Linked DNA regions of Drosophila melanogaster: regions 2 and 3 are each linked to region 1. Evidence: chromatin contacts called from public Hi-C and HiChIP or PLAC-seq data. All regions are on one chromosome and are shown on one strand. The core of a region is the stretch at or near the end of the contact, and the rest is flanking DNA. Distances in the headings are between cores, read along the strand shown. Region 1 holds the start of AlaRS-m (Alanyl-tRNA synthetase, mitochondrial). Region 2 holds the start of ago (archipelago). Region 3 holds the start of PMP34 (Peroxisomal Membrane Protein 34).

The links. Hi-C and Micro-C count contacts between places; a contact is called where the count stands out from the background. HiChIP or PLAC-seq counts read pairs in DNA pulled down with a chosen protein or histone mark.
Region 2: a Hi-C map of the Kc167 cell line shows a contact between it and region 1, with 2.4 times the contacts expected there. The contact joins the promoter of ago here to the promoter of AlaRS-m in region 1. A contact is called at or near these places in 5 of 107 Hi-C or Micro-C datasets (the D17-c3 cell line, the Kc167 cell line, eye imaginal disc and 1 more).
Region 3: a contact with region 1 is called in a POLR2A S2P HiChIP or PLAC-seq map of the Kc167 cell line, with 4 times the contacts expected there. The contact joins the promoter of PMP34 here to the promoter of AlaRS-m in region 1. A contact is called at or near these places in 7 of 107 Hi-C or Micro-C datasets (the D17-c3 cell line, the Kc167 cell line, the OSC cell line and 4 more) and 1 of 6 datasets of contacts at active chromatin or transcription factors (the Kc167 cell line).

Annotation. Positions count from the first base shown.
Region 1 is chr3L:5,144,664-5,147,743 of dm6, reverse strand. It overlaps AlaRS-m (Alanyl-tRNA synthetase, mitochondrial), which reads right to left and starts at 1,646. Exons shown (of 10, transcript NM_079208.3): 1 at 1,382-1,646; 2 at 1,146-1,319; 3 at 941-1,086; 4 at 683-886; 5 at 338-622; 6 at 1-282. The coding sequence starts at 1,549. It overlaps Fitm (Fat storage inducing transmembrane protein), which reads left to right and starts at 1,681. Exons shown (of 2, transcript NM_168110.3): 1 at 1,681-2,549; 2 at 2,609-3,080. The coding sequence starts at 1,847.
Region 2 is chr3L:4,252,826-4,255,905 of dm6, reverse strand. It overlaps ago (archipelago), which reads left to right and starts at 1,600. Exons shown (of 7, transcript NM_079198.3): 1 at 1,600-1,778. It overlaps CG1265, which reads right to left and starts at 1,130. Exons shown (of 4, transcript NM_139621.3): 1 at 938-1,130; 2 at 611-870; 3 at 176-296; 4 at 1-106. The coding sequence starts at 1,091.
Region 3 is chr3L:4,317,287-4,320,366 of dm6, reverse strand. PMP34 (Peroxisomal Membrane Protein 34) reads right to left here and starts at 1,612. Exons shown (of 3, transcript NM_168081.3): 1 at 1,245-1,612; 2 at 1,108-1,168; 3 at 1-229. The coding sequence starts at 1,316. It overlaps Claspin (claspin,), which reads right to left. Exons shown (of 7, transcript NM_001300005.1): 4 at 2,873-3,080; 5 at 2,563-2,815; 6 at 2,170-2,505; 7 at 1,759-2,107. The coding sequence ends at 1,988.

The DNA.
Region 1 (3,080 bases), core at 397-2,896:
GGCACGAATCCCGGGCACTCCATCAGATCGATGTCATCCAGATTGGGAAACTCCATAAGCACCTCTGCAAACGCTTTGGAAGAACTCTCTCTTAGATTCTTGTAGACCTCCTGCTCGTGGCAGATCAAGTCGATAACAGCCTGCTGCTTAGCCGCCATCTCTGGATAGGCTTCACCAAGTGTCTCCACCACAATAGGAACTAGCTGGGTCAGCAATTTGTCGTGGGCAAACACATGCTCCGAAATGTTGAGAGCTTTGCGCAGCACGCGACGCAATTTCTGACTGAAATAGATATTGGATTATATGCGAAATTTGCAGGGCATGAGTACAAGCTTACTTTTGATCTGGAAGCATGCCGTCGGCCAAACAGGCGGTCACCATGCGTGCATGATCGGCTAGTATCCTATAGCTGGTGTCGAGTACTGCTGCATTTCCACCATCCGGAAAGCTGCCACTGTAAACCGGAGTCTTGGCCGCCTGCTGGATGCCATCAAATATCGGCGTGAACAAGTCCGTATCATAGTTAGAAGACTTATTCTGAAGCACAGCCGTTAGCCGCTCAAAACCCATGCCGGTGTCCACATGATGAGCGGGCAATTGAGAGATGCTGCCATCGGCATGACTATCAATGCATAAAGAACCTTAGGCTAGGAACACAATCCACTTGAAGGCAAATCCTCACCGATTGTACTGTATAAAGACAAGATTCCAAAGCTCTGTGAGATCGGAACGACCTGCGTTCACCAACTTGGCTCGCTGCTCCACGCTGCCCAAATCCGGGCGATGATCTATGTGGATTTCGGTGCAGGGACCACACGGCCCTGTAGCGCCCATTTCCCAAAAATTGTCGGCGCAGCCAAAGGGCAGTATTCGCGAGGCGGGAAAGCTGCAAAGCACGAGTACTTAAGAAACCAACTTCTCGTTATGTAACAAGCTTTACCCCAGGCTCCTCCAGATCTCGAAACACTCCAGATCGGCTGGAATGCCCAGCACCTTGTCGCCAGCAAAGTATGTGACGTATAGACGACCTGGATCAATGTTGTAGGGACCACGGAGCAGCTCCAGGGCCATTGCACACGCCTCCCGCTGAAAACCCAAAGGTCTCGTGAGAAAGAAGTGATAGAGGGTAAGCTGAACGCACCCACCTTGAAGTAATCCCCAAAGGACCAGTTGCCCAGCATCTCAAAGAACGTGTGATGATAGCCATCCGTGCCCACCACGGAGAGATCATTGTGCTTTCCCCCAACGCGGACGCACTTCTGGGAGTTGACAACCCGCTTGTGTGGCGCCGCTGCTGTGCCCAGGAACACCGACTTGAACTACAGCGAAGGCCATCGTATAAACAAGCGAACAATAGCTTTTAATGGGCCTGTTACCTCACCTGATTCATGCCCGCGTTAACGAAAGCCACAGTGGGATCGCAAAAGGGCACCACCGGGCTGGAGCGAACGAACTTGTGGCCATGATTGACGGTGAAATGATCCAAAAAGGTTTTACGAATCTCGCGCGCTGTCAGCACGCGCTGCAGCTGCTTGGCCGAGTTGTACATGCCGCAGTTCAATTAAAACCGCACCGGCAATTAAAAATGCTCGAGATAAATCTCAGGCCCGAACAGCTGATCACATGGCTTGCCATTCGCCACGAAACCCGCTCTTTATAAAAATTCCAATCAGAGTTGCCAGTCACAGTGAAGCGTGCTCACCAGCTGCAGCTGTTCTATTTTTTACAGGCGCAACACGTACATTTGGGCCAAAATAAGAATTGAAAAATTACAACTGAGAACAACGCAGTGGGTGCTCTAAGCCCGGCGAAAAAGCAAACAAATTGACCAGTTGATCTGATTTGAATGCGCTGGCACTGTTTGGTCACAGGTAAGTGCGTCTGGCAACCGTTGAACTTTGACACGCACGATTCCTTCGCTTTCACTTTCGCTTTTCACTCGCAGCATTACCAAAAACGGCAGCAAACAACGCAGTTTTCAAGTGACACACTTTGGACCCGAGCAACAGCTCCAGCTATGGCCACCAAGCGACGTCCGCTGCGTCCAAATTTGGGCGGTACTGCGGGAAGTCCCTCCTCCTCCGGTTCCAACATGAATTTCAGGCCCGGAGGACCTGACATCACCAGGTCGGAAGCGCGCGGAACGAGGCCCACGGCCGCACCCACTAGCATCCGCGAGATCCTGGTCATGGGCGTCATCCATTTGTGCAAGAAGACCATATTCTTCAATACGGACCTCAAAGTAGCCTTGTATCTGGGCAGTCTGTTTGTGATCTCCGTAATCGGGGACTTTGTGCCCTTCCCCAAGACGTACTTCGCCCGATCGGACAACCTGTTCAACCAGTACTTCGTGAAGATCGGCTGGGGCTGGACGCTGCTCTTCGTGGTGCCCTTCCTGGTGCTCTCGGCCTATACGATTACGTGTGGCGACCACAAACGGATGCTGCGACACCATTTCCCGCGCATCGTCATAGCCACCTTCTTCTGGTTCTTCTGGACCAAGCTGTTTAACGTCGTGGAGAACTCCTACGGACGCTGCACCACAAAGGGTGGGTATACAAGCATCGTGTAATGAATTTAATAATAACTATCGCGTGTGCGCTTCCAGGTTATGCGACCAAATCGAGCTGTTTGAAGGCTGGTCATCTGTGGAAGGGCTTTGATATATCCGGACACGCCTTCATCCTGATCCACTCCAGCCTGGTGCTGATCGAGGAGGCGCGTCCCATCATCCGCTGGGAGACCATCAAGGAGCACATCCGCAACGAGCGACACAATCGCAGCACAGCCGAGAACTCGGGCACGAATCCGCTGAGAACGCTGAACGAGGAGCAAATGCGCAGCCTGCAGTTCTTGTACAAACGCCTGACGCCGATCATTCGCACCCTATTCATCGGCATGGCGGCCCTGCAGCTGCTGTGGGACATCATGTTGGTGGGCACCATGCTGTACTATCACCGCATGATCGAGAAGGTGATCAGCGGCATTATTGCCATACTCACCTGGTACTTCACCTATCGCTTCTGGTATCCCACGCCCGGTCTGCTGCCTGAGGCGCCTGGCAACGGAAGCTTCAGCTA
Region 2 (3,080 bases), core at 351-2,850, 890 kb after region 1:
TAGACGCAAGCGGCGGTGAAAACGGAGGCGCTAAGGAACGTCGAAATCAGGAAGTTTGATAGCAACATCCAATCGTGGGACTGGAAGAACACCGTGTAGATTCGAGCTGTAAGGGATACATATATGATGTGTTAATTGATGACATCAAGTGATGGAATGCAAGATGTGATCTCACTCATGTTTGTAAAGGCGGAGAGCGCCCATGTGGTTCTACTGACGGAACTGGCATCCTTGGTCCTCAGAATAGCCAGCAGCTGGAGGACCTTACTCGTGGCTCCAATGGGAGTGCAGAAAGGCTGACGGGAAATCAAACATTTAGATGAATTTCACGAGATTTATATATATTGCCCGAGCACTGAAAGTATTAATAGCCGCTCAAATATTATACAACAAACATCGGTGACCTTGAGCGAAGATGCTGCCCAGTTAAGAGCACCGCCTTTTCAAACTAAAACAAATAACAAATCAAACCAAACCCGTTTGCCCGGAAACATAATTAGTTAATTGGAAAAGAGAGCGGGGAACGGGTTTGAACTGCGCCGAAGTCGTTATCTGGGCAAGAATACCCGACTAATCAGTCACTAGGTGATATCAATACAGGCTTACTCACCACCAGGAACTTAAGGATGATAATGGGAAAGAGCTTCATGTATATGAGAGTGGCCACTATACTATACAGTATGGCCACCACTTGCGTCCTCCTTCCCAGCAGATCCTGGTACTTGAAGGCGTAGTAAATCAGGGCGTACTCCTGCAGCAGCAAAACAGGATACTCCATGTACGAGAGGAAGTCGTAGCCACTGGTGTAGTTGTACGACAACATCACCGTATAACTGAACAGCTCCAGGCACAGTCCCAAAACACTGATGCCTAATTCATAAATCCGTATCATATGAGTGGGAGGATAGGTTGCAGATGTTGTGTGGGCGGTGCTCACCTTTCGAGGACTCGTTCGCCCGTATCGTGTTTATCTGCGGAACCTTGATCACCAGGCAGGACGAGACCGTTATCAGGCTAAGGAGGTCCGCCACCACGAGCACTGGGCCGCGCTCCAGGTATTCGGACACCACATCTCCGAGAGCTCCACTCATAGCGACCGTCGAAATTCGAAATTTGCAGCTTCTGAGTGTGACCTTAACATTGTGTGGACGGAAATGCTAGTGTTACCACACTCTATCACTAGTAAACAAATTAACGATATTTGCTGTAATGGTTTCTAATTATTTTATAACATAGCAATAAATAACAAACTCATGTCATTTTTAGGGTTTTCAAGAAATTTCTATAAGTTATAAAATATAAGTATAAAAATTAAAAACTATGAAAATAGAAACAAGTTTTTTAAACATATAATAATTTTAGTAATTAAGCAATCAAAAATATAATATAAAATATAAGCAATCAAAAAAGAAAAGTAGAATTGCTGAGCAATTAAATTGTGTAAGAAACACGTTTATTATTACAACACATAAATAATTCATGAAATCCATACATATAAACAACTTGCAGAGTATCACATTTTTTAAAACCAAGCTCGAGTCACGCGGAGACCATCACATCCCTAACTTAAGCCGTGAATTCCCATGGTATATTTGAACGGTCGAGCGGTGGTCACACTGGATCCGCATTAGTTTTTTTTCGGGTCCAAAATCTGTCCAAATCCGCAAATTGCACGCATATTCTAGTATCTGAAAACCAGAAATTTAGATAGACTGGGTACAGAGTCATCTGAAAAACGCAAAAATTAGGCAATCTCCGAGGAGCAACGTCCTTAAAACGTATGTGAAAAATTCGATTGAACGTGTGTGTGCTGTGTTGCGCCTGTATGTGTGAGAGTGGGCCCCAAACGCAAAAAGTTTTACACGCGTTAAATGTGCAGTTGAAAACCTGAAAACAAATTGTGCCCGCTAAAGTGGGGTGTGTTTTTTTAGTGCCCCCTCCACGTTGGCTGCCCTTAAAGTTTATAAACAATGTGCAAGGCACCACGCGAACTCAAACTTTAGCTGCGAGCGAGCGAGCGAGTGGGTTCGTCTGTGTGCGTGACTCTGCCTGTGTGTACAACAATGTCCACATTTTTCTTTTGTTGTTTGCTCCACGAATTATGGGGCTATCCCCTCCGTGTTCCAACCGCTGCATTTGCAGGTGCAGAAAAGTGGGGTTAGGATGGTCAAAGAGTCCGTAAGGAACGCTCAGCGTGCTGCAATCGCTGCTCTGAATTTGCAACGAAAGTAATCTATTTTTGGGGGATTTGGGACCACAGGTCTCTGCCCATTATCCGCGTTGGTGTGCGTCTGTGTGTATGCAGCGATTATGACGACTCCACACCCGTGGCTAAATCCACAGAGAGAAAATGTTCTCGAGCGCATCCCCGATGTTCGACCAAAGTGTCCTGTGTGGCACAGGTAAAAACGCGTATCGAAATGCGGTGTGAAAGCGGAGACCCTAAAAACATATTTTACGTTTTTTCGGGAGGTCAACAGCCAAAGGCCACGAGCCAGGGGTGGGGAAGGAGGAGGAGGAGGAGAAGCAGTAGAAGGAGGGTGGGAAGAGAATGAATACGAATATGGGAAAATGTTCGGGAGAAATGCCTGCACATCTGATCTGTTTCGGCAGTGATGCAACAGCAGGAGCGCTGAAAATTCCTTTGTGATCTCGCCCCTTTTGTTCTGCGGATGCTGCGCTGCAATGGCTGATCTTTGCTTCTTCTCCTTCTCCTTGGTTTTCTTGTCCCCTCCCCTGGATCTTCCAATCTCTGCCTACGGCGATCCCTTTTTCTACTCTCTCGGGTGCGTGTGTGTGTCTGTGCGCTGGTAGGATGTGATGGCCAGTCAAGCTGCTGTCAAACATCAGAGATGCGCAGCTGCGATTTTTCAGTCACGGTGAATGGAAGCTGGCTAGGATCAATGAATTTCTAGAGAATAGGGACTACTATCATACAATTTACAAACATCTTAGCCCTAATAATTAATGATTTCTTTCCGTTCTCCAGGAAAAGAAAGTCAGTTTGCACAAATAATTTGTTTTACAGAATGACTAATATCTTGTTATTTGGAATTTCGGTTTCGACTAAATGTTTGCGA
Region 3 (3,080 bases), core at 363-2,862, 830 kb after region 1:
ATGCCGGCAATGCTGCCCAGGAGCAGATCCTTGAGAGCGCTGTGCTGGGATGGCGAGCCTCCCGATGCCACCGCCTTGAGGGCATGGAATGTGTAGAAGTAGACAAAGTTCGAAATGCAAAGGCTCTGCAGTACAGGACCAAGACCTCGGTACAGGGACTGGAATCCCTCGCCCAGCACGATCTCCTTGATCACTTGCCTTGTACTCCGCACATCGCCGGCTTCTTCCACTGTAAATATTTATTGGAAAAAACACTATAAGTTTTAAGCTGGGGATTCTGAAGCCAAGATTATTTCAGGTGTGTTTGGTTTTCGCGCTAATTGAACTTGTCACGCATACTACGAGTCAGTGATATTAAGCCAACCCTGAACCCTATTATGTTAATTATCCAATTTCTAGAATTAAATTTGAAAACGCTTTAGTCGAATATGCAACCGTGTTGGGTAAATATGGTATGGGCTAAAATTGTCATAAAGCTGCACCTTTAAAAAAATGTATTAAAAGGTATTTCTTTTTGTTTTCGCGAATTTTAGTGAACTTAACTGATCATAATTGTAAGAAGTTTTATTTTACGAGTCAAAGTCCAATGGCTCTATAAAATTGCAAAATTTATGCATTCAGATAATATAAGCTGTTCGTGTACTTGGAAAATGGGAAATAGAGCGCACACCTTGTAAAGTGAACCCTCGATATCACATAGGTATCATATGGGCACTTAATATTGAACGAATTTTGTGTATCAAAATATACACAATGTAATATTATAACTACGTTCACATATGATATCATCTATAGTGTTTGTATATCTTTTAAAATAAACCTTTAGTTATTCCTCATACTATACAGAAAATAATTATCACAATTTTTTTCGCGGCACAGAAACCAGACGCTATCGAATTTCATCTATAACCAGACCTCAAATTGGATTAGCCCGGGCAATTGACTGATATGGACTCTCAAACATATCGTCAATAGAAAGTTTCAAACGCTGGAGTTTGAACTCGCGCACAGATTAATAGGTGCGCCTATATGAATTATCAAAGCGTGGCCCGCTTATCGGGTGATGATTAGTTACAGTCCGATTGTTGAATCCCTGGGTAAACTTACGTTGCAGGCGGGAACGCACTGTATCCAGTGGATAGAAAGTGCTCATGGCGATGCAGCCGCCCTGTGAATAGGTGACCAAATGCAAATTAGCACCGATGCCATCTTGACCTTTAGCCGGCAAATATTTGCCCACTCACCGCAGCTCCGGATACGGCATGCACAAAGTTCTGGTAGCTAAGCACCTGGCTGAGTTTCGAGGGGGCCACCATTCTGCTGTTTGTTTGTCGGACTGTGAGATCTCTAAACTGGGGACTGGAACGTCCGGCGGCGTCTTCGGGCGAGTGTTTACTGATTGACGACGACCCGATCGATCCGCCGGTTGTTGAAAATTTAGCTGCGGCAGCGCTGTTCGCCGCGATGTGTAGATTAGATTAAATTTATCGGCGGCGGAGGAGGCGGTGGCTTTGTTGTGCCTCCTGGATCACGGCGACTTTGTAAATGATTCACTTACATATTCATAATTTCTGTATAGAATTCACATTCATTCACACAGTATGACCAATGTTTGTGGGTTCGAAATATACCATGTAGCTGGAGAAATATACCAAAATATATATACGCACATATGTATATATTTTACAAAATAGACCGTTAACTGGGTTTGTAAAATCTTAAATCTTTCTTAATTTTTTATTAATTATTCCTCATTTTACTGAAATACATACAAATTCCTAATCATAAACTTCCTACATACCAAATTTCACAACAATCGCACATAAAATGTAAGGAATATTCCAATTATAAGGCAGTATAACCAATTTATACTGTTCCTATCTAAAGAAATATAAAATTTAACTTATTTTTATTCACTCCTATAAACTATCTTAGCAGTCTAACTTTTGAAATGTACATTTAAGTCTTAGCTTAAAAGAAGAACGGATCAAAGGAGCTGATCTATTAGGCACTTGTCTCTCCGAGGCTCCAACTTTGGTTTCTTTATGAAGTTTACCCCCGTCTCAGTGCTGCTGTTCAGTATATCGGCAGCTTTTCTCTTTCGATTCTGGAATGTTATTAATTTGGTTTAGAAGGAATCGTAATCAAAAGAACATAGTTAGTTCCCACCTCATGTTCCTCTTCCGTTAGCGTGGCGAAAACGAAGTTTTTCGCCTTCGCTGACTTCACAGAAATAGTGCCCTCCGCGGCATCCACATCGCCGGAGGTTCCTTTTGTGAGTCCTGCCAGTTTGGAAAGCGTCTGCTGGTCCCGAATCAGAAAGGAGCCACGAACAGCGCTCTTCTGCTGCTTGCCAGCTATTGTCTTTGAGATCAGGAATGGAGAATTCTTCTTCACCTCCACAGTTGTCTTCTTAGAGGAAATTATGTTCAGTCGGCGAATGGCCGGCGAATTACCATTGTTACTGGTGTTTATCACGGACGTAGAAAGCGGTGAGGCCACCTCCTAAAAGATTAAAATGTTTTAGTGAATAGAACTAAGAAAATAAACGAGTTTTCGCACCGGTTTTAAACCCTTCTCTAAAAGAAGCTGCTCTCGTTCGTAGCGGATTTTTCGCCACAGATGCTCGTTTTCCTCATCGCCACTGCCGTCGTTTCCTTCACCATTGTCGGTTCGATTATCGTCGAGACTGAATCCGGCCTCCACGTTCTTCCAGCGGAATTGGCGCTGGCGATTCGCTCCCTCTTCCTCCTCTTCGAAGAGCAATTCCTTGATCTTGCGCACTTCCCGAATATCCTGATCCATCATTTTACGCCTGTCAAAAAGAAATGGTTAAAGTATTTTAAAGAAGTAGAATTTTTGATTTACTTACGCATGTATCTGGCCAAGCTCATGCCGCAGTTTATCACGATCGAACTGGTCTTCGTCGCCCAATTCAATGTCGTACTCGTCCATGTTTTTCTCATCCTCGTCGGCTGATCCCCATTCGGATTCAGACAGCTCAGCTTCTTTGTCCACAAAGTTGGCTGCTCGTATTTTACGATCCTTCTTGGTCATCTCCACAACAATCTCATTTTCCT